2 separate regions of the Zea mays genome follow, and region 2 is linked to region 1. Evidence: chromatin contacts called from public Hi-C data. All regions are on one chromosome and are shown on one strand. The core of a region is the stretch at or near the end of the contact, and the rest is flanking DNA. Distances in the headings are between cores, read along the strand shown.

The links. A called contact is a pair of places that touch in the nucleus more often than the background predicts.
Region 2: a contact with region 1 is called in a Hi-C map of leaf, with 5 times the contacts expected there. The contact joins the promoter of LOC103643327 here to the enhancer-like site in region 1. A contact is called at or near these places in 4 of 25 Hi-C or Micro-C datasets (leaf and tassel).

The regions. Positions count from the first base shown.
Region 1 is chr1:223,684,483-223,687,525 of Zm-B73-REFERENCE-NAM-5.0, forward strand. It overlaps the pseudogene LOC103645308. Among protein-coding and RNA genes, the nearest start is that of LOC100193349, 30 kb to the right of the region's middle. Within about 2 kb of position 1,404, at least 15 of the 20 cell types and tissues checked have an H3K27ac peak or open chromatin away from gene starts, as enhancers often do. A contact at or near this core is called in leaf and tassel, where this site is marked.
Region 2 is chr1:223,788,552-223,791,594 of Zm-B73-REFERENCE-NAM-5.0, forward strand. LOC103643327 (RNA-binding protein 25) reads left to right here and starts at 1,599. Exons shown (of 7, transcript XM_008666479.4): 1 at 1,599-2,212. The coding sequence starts at 1,744.

The sequences.
Region 1 (3,043 bases), core at 154-2,653:
TCGTGTAGATAAGGATAGTGAGTGAGTTCGATCCCATGATCTTTCGTTAATTAAACATGTACATAGGCTTTTGAATCTCTTTCCTAAACACCATATATATTGGCAATGAAAACGGTAAGTGCTTGTTCGGTTAGCTCTCAATCCATGTGGATTGAGTGGAATTGGATGGGTTTGAATCCCAAACAAGTCAAACTTCTTAAGCATTTTTTTTCAATCTCATCTAATACATGTGTATTGGGAATAACCGAACAAGGCCTAAGGTGGTATTGTGGACGTTGTTTGGGTCCAAACCAGCTAGCCTATGTTCTCTCTTCTAATTATAAGCTATTTTGATTTTTTTAGATATATAATTTTTAGGGTGTATCTAGTTAGACATGATGAATATCTAAGTTTATAGGAAAAATAGATATCTAAAAAAAAGTTAAAACCTCTTGTAATTTGGAACTGAAGGAGTAACTTTTGTATCAGTTGGATAGTTCAACCAGCAGAGTGCCAGGATTCTTTGGATCAATAGCCGTCATGTACTGTATTAGCGCGATCTAAATAGAGCTTTAATATGACTTGGTTTGGGGAAGAATCTAGACAGTGTTTGCAATTTTCCACGGCAAACGTAACACTCAATACAAAGCATGGAGAGTGACAGACTGACAGTTCTACACCCTCGAAAGGCAAAGTAAAGTGCGGTTTATCCTTTTCAAGGCGGCAGACAAGCAGACTTTAGTCCAGTCGCATATGGTATACGTAGCATTTGGGAAGTCGAGCGCGCATACACTTCTAATATTCCACAACTCCTTTTCTTATACTCCCTCCACTGACGCCGTTAACATTTTTTTTAAAAAACTTTGAACATTTATCTTATTTAAAAAAAGTTATAATTTATCATTTATGTTGTTATGATTTATCTTATCACTCAAAATCGTTTAAGCGTGACTTAGAATTTTACATTTTCGAATAAATATTTTATATAAGGTAGTGGTTAAAGTTTTTTTTAAAAAAAACTCAACGGTGTCATATACGCACACCGTCCTAAAATAGTACTCCCTCAGTTCCAATTTATAATTCTTTTAACTTTTTTACCTTAAGTTTAATCGACTTGTCTTATATCCAATGCACTAGTATGTACTAGAACTACCTTCAACATTCAGGAACAGATCCATTATACTTGATGAAAAAAAAGAGACGGTAAATTAAATTTTGCTAAAATGTTGTAGGACTATGAAGAGAGGCCATCTTTCGGCGTGTGTTTGTCATGGCTCGTGCCCCCCACCCACCTGAGGCTGTAGCCACACAGCATCCTATCTGATCTGTTTCTTTTCTTTTGCTACGCACTAGTATGTTCTTTTCTTTTTCCCTAGCTCGTGGTGGTCGTAGCTGCCTACTGCCCTCCCCTGCCCCCAATTTCATTCAATCCAAGGACCAGACCGCAAGTCTCAGATAGGCTGGCTCATGGTTGTACACGCTCTAGCAGTAGCAGGCACAGACAGTACCAGGAGAAAGAATTAGTAGCAGCATCTTTCGCCTATCATCTTTGCTTTCTTTTTCCTAAAGAGCACAGAAAGGGCGTTCCGCTAAGAGGAAAAGTTGCTTGTGTAGTCGGTGGCAGTAGATCGTCACTTCACAGAAATCTTCAGCCGGCGTCCGTCGATTCTACGGTCGCTGCTGCGCCATGCGTCGTCGCCCACCACTCGCACTAGGAAACCAACACATCGATGCACACGAATACCTGTAGGCATCATGTGCCTGAGTGCCCTCAGGCTCTCAACAACGACGGCGTCTGCTGAACATCATCGCTCGATCAAAATCTTAGACCACCATTCTGCTTCGTTCGAAAACACCTCTGCTTCTGAAGCAAATCTCAAGACCGGAGGAGCGGAGGGCATATATGAATCACCTCCCGCCCTTGCCCTTACCTTTCCCACCAGCCCCTTTGCTGAACCCGTTCCCATCGGGCCGCCTGTTCTTCTGGAATTTCCCGTCTTTCGCCGATTTGTTCTTCAACCGCGTGATTTCCATTGCCTTCTGCTGCCTGCTCTTCTGCATTTGCTCGGGGTTCCTTATTTCGGAGGGCACGTTGGCATTTGGTATAGATCTGTGGCCATGGCCCCGCGAAATGCTTCTTGTTGCCTCTCTGATACCCGCCTGCACAGAGGTCACAGCGTCCATCAGACTCTGTTCTATATACGTCTCATCGTACTGTACCGAAGTTCAGTGCTATTAAAGTACTCAGATGAAACAAACCGTGCTAATGTAAAAAAAAAAAAAAACCAAGGCCGTGCACATGGCAACAATTAATTCACTCAACTGAGCAAACCTTCAGAAACATTTAACGGACTCCTTTTTTCAGTAAACAGATAATATGGTTTCATGCCAAAACTATAGAGAATGGAGAATGATTAAAAAAAAAGTAAGCTCCAAAGATGTATCCGGACCAAATTTCAACTTGCCAGAGTATATAAAAATATAAAATCAGAGAAGGCAATGGTTACAACATAAAATCAGAATTTAATAGAGAATTACCTGAACTGGGTGTGCGCTCTTCTGCAAAGTTGCCAGATTTCCCACCAATATTGATTGATTTATGTGTCTTCTGCTGCCATGTCTTATATATCCCTGTAGCCGATGCCTTTATCTTTGCACCACCTTCCGTTTTGATCTAAAAGAAGTTAGGAAAGATTTTTCAAACTAGTGAAGTTCAATTATTTGATCTTTCACTGGCATATATGCTGAACATACTATAACTGTATAACAGCATAATGAATACTAATATGTCTTTGGTATTCAACATGAAGCACTGAGCTAGGAAGCGAGATCTCATTCCATCTTGAAGACATAAAACTAATAACCAGAAAAATAAAAATAAAAATGGTATTAAGTGCATACTGTTACTTCCAGAGGGCCCACTACCCACTAAAAGGAAAACGAATGATACTCAAACGCAGCTTGTGCTAGTCAATTTATTCAAGTCGAGAAACTGTAGAATTTCGATGCTACTTTAAAACATCATTGAGCACATAGCATGCAGGAGATTACCTTTCCTGTAGCG
Region 2 (3,043 bases), core at 349-2,848, 100 kb after region 1:
TCCAAATGTATAGCTCTAGCCTCAGTCAGGCTCAACGATGCATCCAGAGGCCTCTCGAGCCGTGAGACTATCTCCAGTAGTTTACACATGAACATATCTCAATCTCCATATTCAAACTCCACTCTGCAAATAGTATAATCTATAATGCAAAACAATGTTTTGGCTAATTATATGTGTAAACTACTGAGCACGGTCTAAGCAACTGGGTAGGGGCCTTGGCCTCCCCTAACCCTCGTGTAATGCGTTATATATAGAGAGAGATAATATGAATCATGGAATTTTCTTTGGTCAAAATAAATTTCTCTATCAAGGAAAAAATCGTCGTATTTTTTTGAAGCATTAAATCCGTCGGTAATAATAAAATCGATGAATTTTAATCCAAAGTTGTCACCGAAAAAATCATCGTATTTTTTGAAGCATTAAATTGTGTGCGCGACGAATTTGATGCTCATCTAGAGCCAAATATATTAGGATCACTTCTAATTTAATAAAAGCCTTGCTAAATTGTATAAAAGTTCTATGTATCAAATGGTTTACGGATTATTAAGATTAATGATCACTTTCGAGCCTCAATTGCAATCACTAAGAGAGTCTTTTAGCTACAAAATGCATCTTCAAAATTAAATTGGATATTATTTTATGTGAAGTTTCTTATCATCTATATTAATATAGAATTGACAGCTATGATCCGCGCTTATGATATAATCAAAGTTTTTAATTTAGCCGCTCATCGTAGAGATAAATTAATTTAATCTACGGTTGGAGTTAATTAATATACGAGAATTATATGGTGATTTTTTATTAATTTATTATCTATAACATAATAATTAGTATACGCTACAATATTTTTAGCCGATGAATTGCGTGACATCTTCTATGCGTAATTCGGTCTCCCCTCAATGTGTTCACCAGCTAAACTTTGGCATGTTTGAGTCAGTTTTTTTCAGAGACTGTAGATAGAATTTAACTATCTTTTAGATTACGTGCGGACAACGATAAAAAAGTCAATAACTAGGATATAGATAGAAGTGACAGTTTCATACTATTGTAACGACTTGGCCGATTTTATGTTTATGTTGATTTTAGATGGTTTTGACTAAAACGATTCTCGTAGAAACTAGACTGAAAATCTAATGTTTAGGCCCTGTTTGGGAGAGCTTCACTTCAAAAACTTCAGTTTTGGTTTTCCAGTTTCACTATAAAACAGCTCCAGCAAATTGTTAAGGTGAGTTCCAGGAGCGTTTGGTTTGTATATGGACTCCAACTTCTATAGTACAATTGATTTGTGTGGGTTTCCTTGATTACCCTTGATGATTAGTGGGTTGTCGCCAGAGAGAACGGAAATTGTATGTTGCGTAACCAGTGGCATGGTGGGTAATTTTCGTACAGCTTCATGAGGAGATATAAAAACAGTGTTTTTGAAGCACCCTCTAAGGAGCTTCATGAATTTCATGAAACGGGCCTCTAGTTTCGATTTTTTTTAAAACTAAAGCTCGTGGAGCTGGACCTGTTTGGGTTGAAGAAGTTCGAACAAAATTAAAATTCTTGAAGTGAAGCTCTCCCAAACAGGGCCTTAATGGTCTGTAAAATTTGTGGCGGCCAGAAGCTGAAAAAAAAGTTAAAACAAACGGGCCTTCATCACCCAACCGCCACCGGTCTTCATGCCCGAGATCGAAATCGAACCCAAACGGCCAAACCAACCATCGTCTACTCGGCGGCTGGGCTAGCACCCTCCCTACCACCATGGCGGCCGTCGTGCCTCCGCCCGACAACCTGGACCCGCAGCCGGCTACTCCCCCAGCCGCCGCTCCTTCCGCCACGCTCACCCCGCCTCCCGCCGCCACCTCCACCCCACCAACCCCCTTGACGCCGGGCCCCGCGGCGCCTAGCCCAAACCCTAACCTACCCCCTGCCCCTGCCCCTGCCCCTGCCCCCGCCCCCGCTTCCACGCCTCCGGCGGCAGTCGCGCCACCGATGCCCCCAGCTCCGATCTCCTTCGCTGCTACCTTCCGTCCACTCGGTGCCCCAGCGCCACCGCCGCCGTACCAGGTCCCGCAGTACGTCGCGGTGCCGGCGAACCCGGGCTACCCGATGCAGCCGCCGGGCGTCCCCGTCGTTATGCCTCCGGGCGCCGTGCGGCTGCCGGCCATGTACGGGCCGCCCCAGCCGGGAGTATACATGCCGCAGCAGGGCGCTGCGATCCCCCATCCCGGTGGGTCCCTGATCTCCAACTCTGTTAACCTATGCGACACCGCGACTTGGTATTAGTTAGTTGATGATGTTGAATTTATGCTTCACCCACTATTTTGTATCTGGTGTTATTTCTCAAGTTTGAACCTTCAAGGTGTACCATGAGCTGTGATGTTGACTGTTGAGGATCTCTTTGTGGGTTTAGGAGAATTGAGAGGATTTGTACCATGGACCTTGGCAGTGTGTTGGTTAGCATTTAGAGGTGTGGTGCTAGTGCTTTAGAGTTAGAGAAACTGGGCTCCGCTCGCCTGATAACGATGACCGGATATTTCTCTGCTACAGCGGTGGTCGTGCCAGCCATTACTCCCCACAACAAGAGGTGCCGGCTCATGTTTGATTCTGCAGCTCTAGATCGTTTGCTCCCTCACTGAGTGTGGTATGCTGAATGTTTGAATTTGAACTGGTTTTGTTTACATTGTCTAATTGATTTACATGCTTTAGCTCGTGGCTTAATTAGGCTCAGTTTCTTTATGTACTTAGATGCTTCAGCTCTGGGTTGTTCCAAAAACTTGCTAAGGTATCATGATTTTCTGCCGTTTAAATTTCATATGCCGGCTATATCTTTTTTTTTCTGGTTTCATATAAACTTCTTTGTTGATAAGAAGTGTAGAGTAGTGACATATTTGCCTGAGCTCTTATTACCTGAGTAGTGCATTGCAATGGTGTGAGCTATACCAAGTTTCTCAAATAACCAATGCAAGTGTGTTATCCTGTCCATGAGGTTGAGAGGTAAGGCCAGCTTTGCTTAGCTCCCTTTTCATTTGAGCAAGATATTGCTTCTGTCAATGTTCAC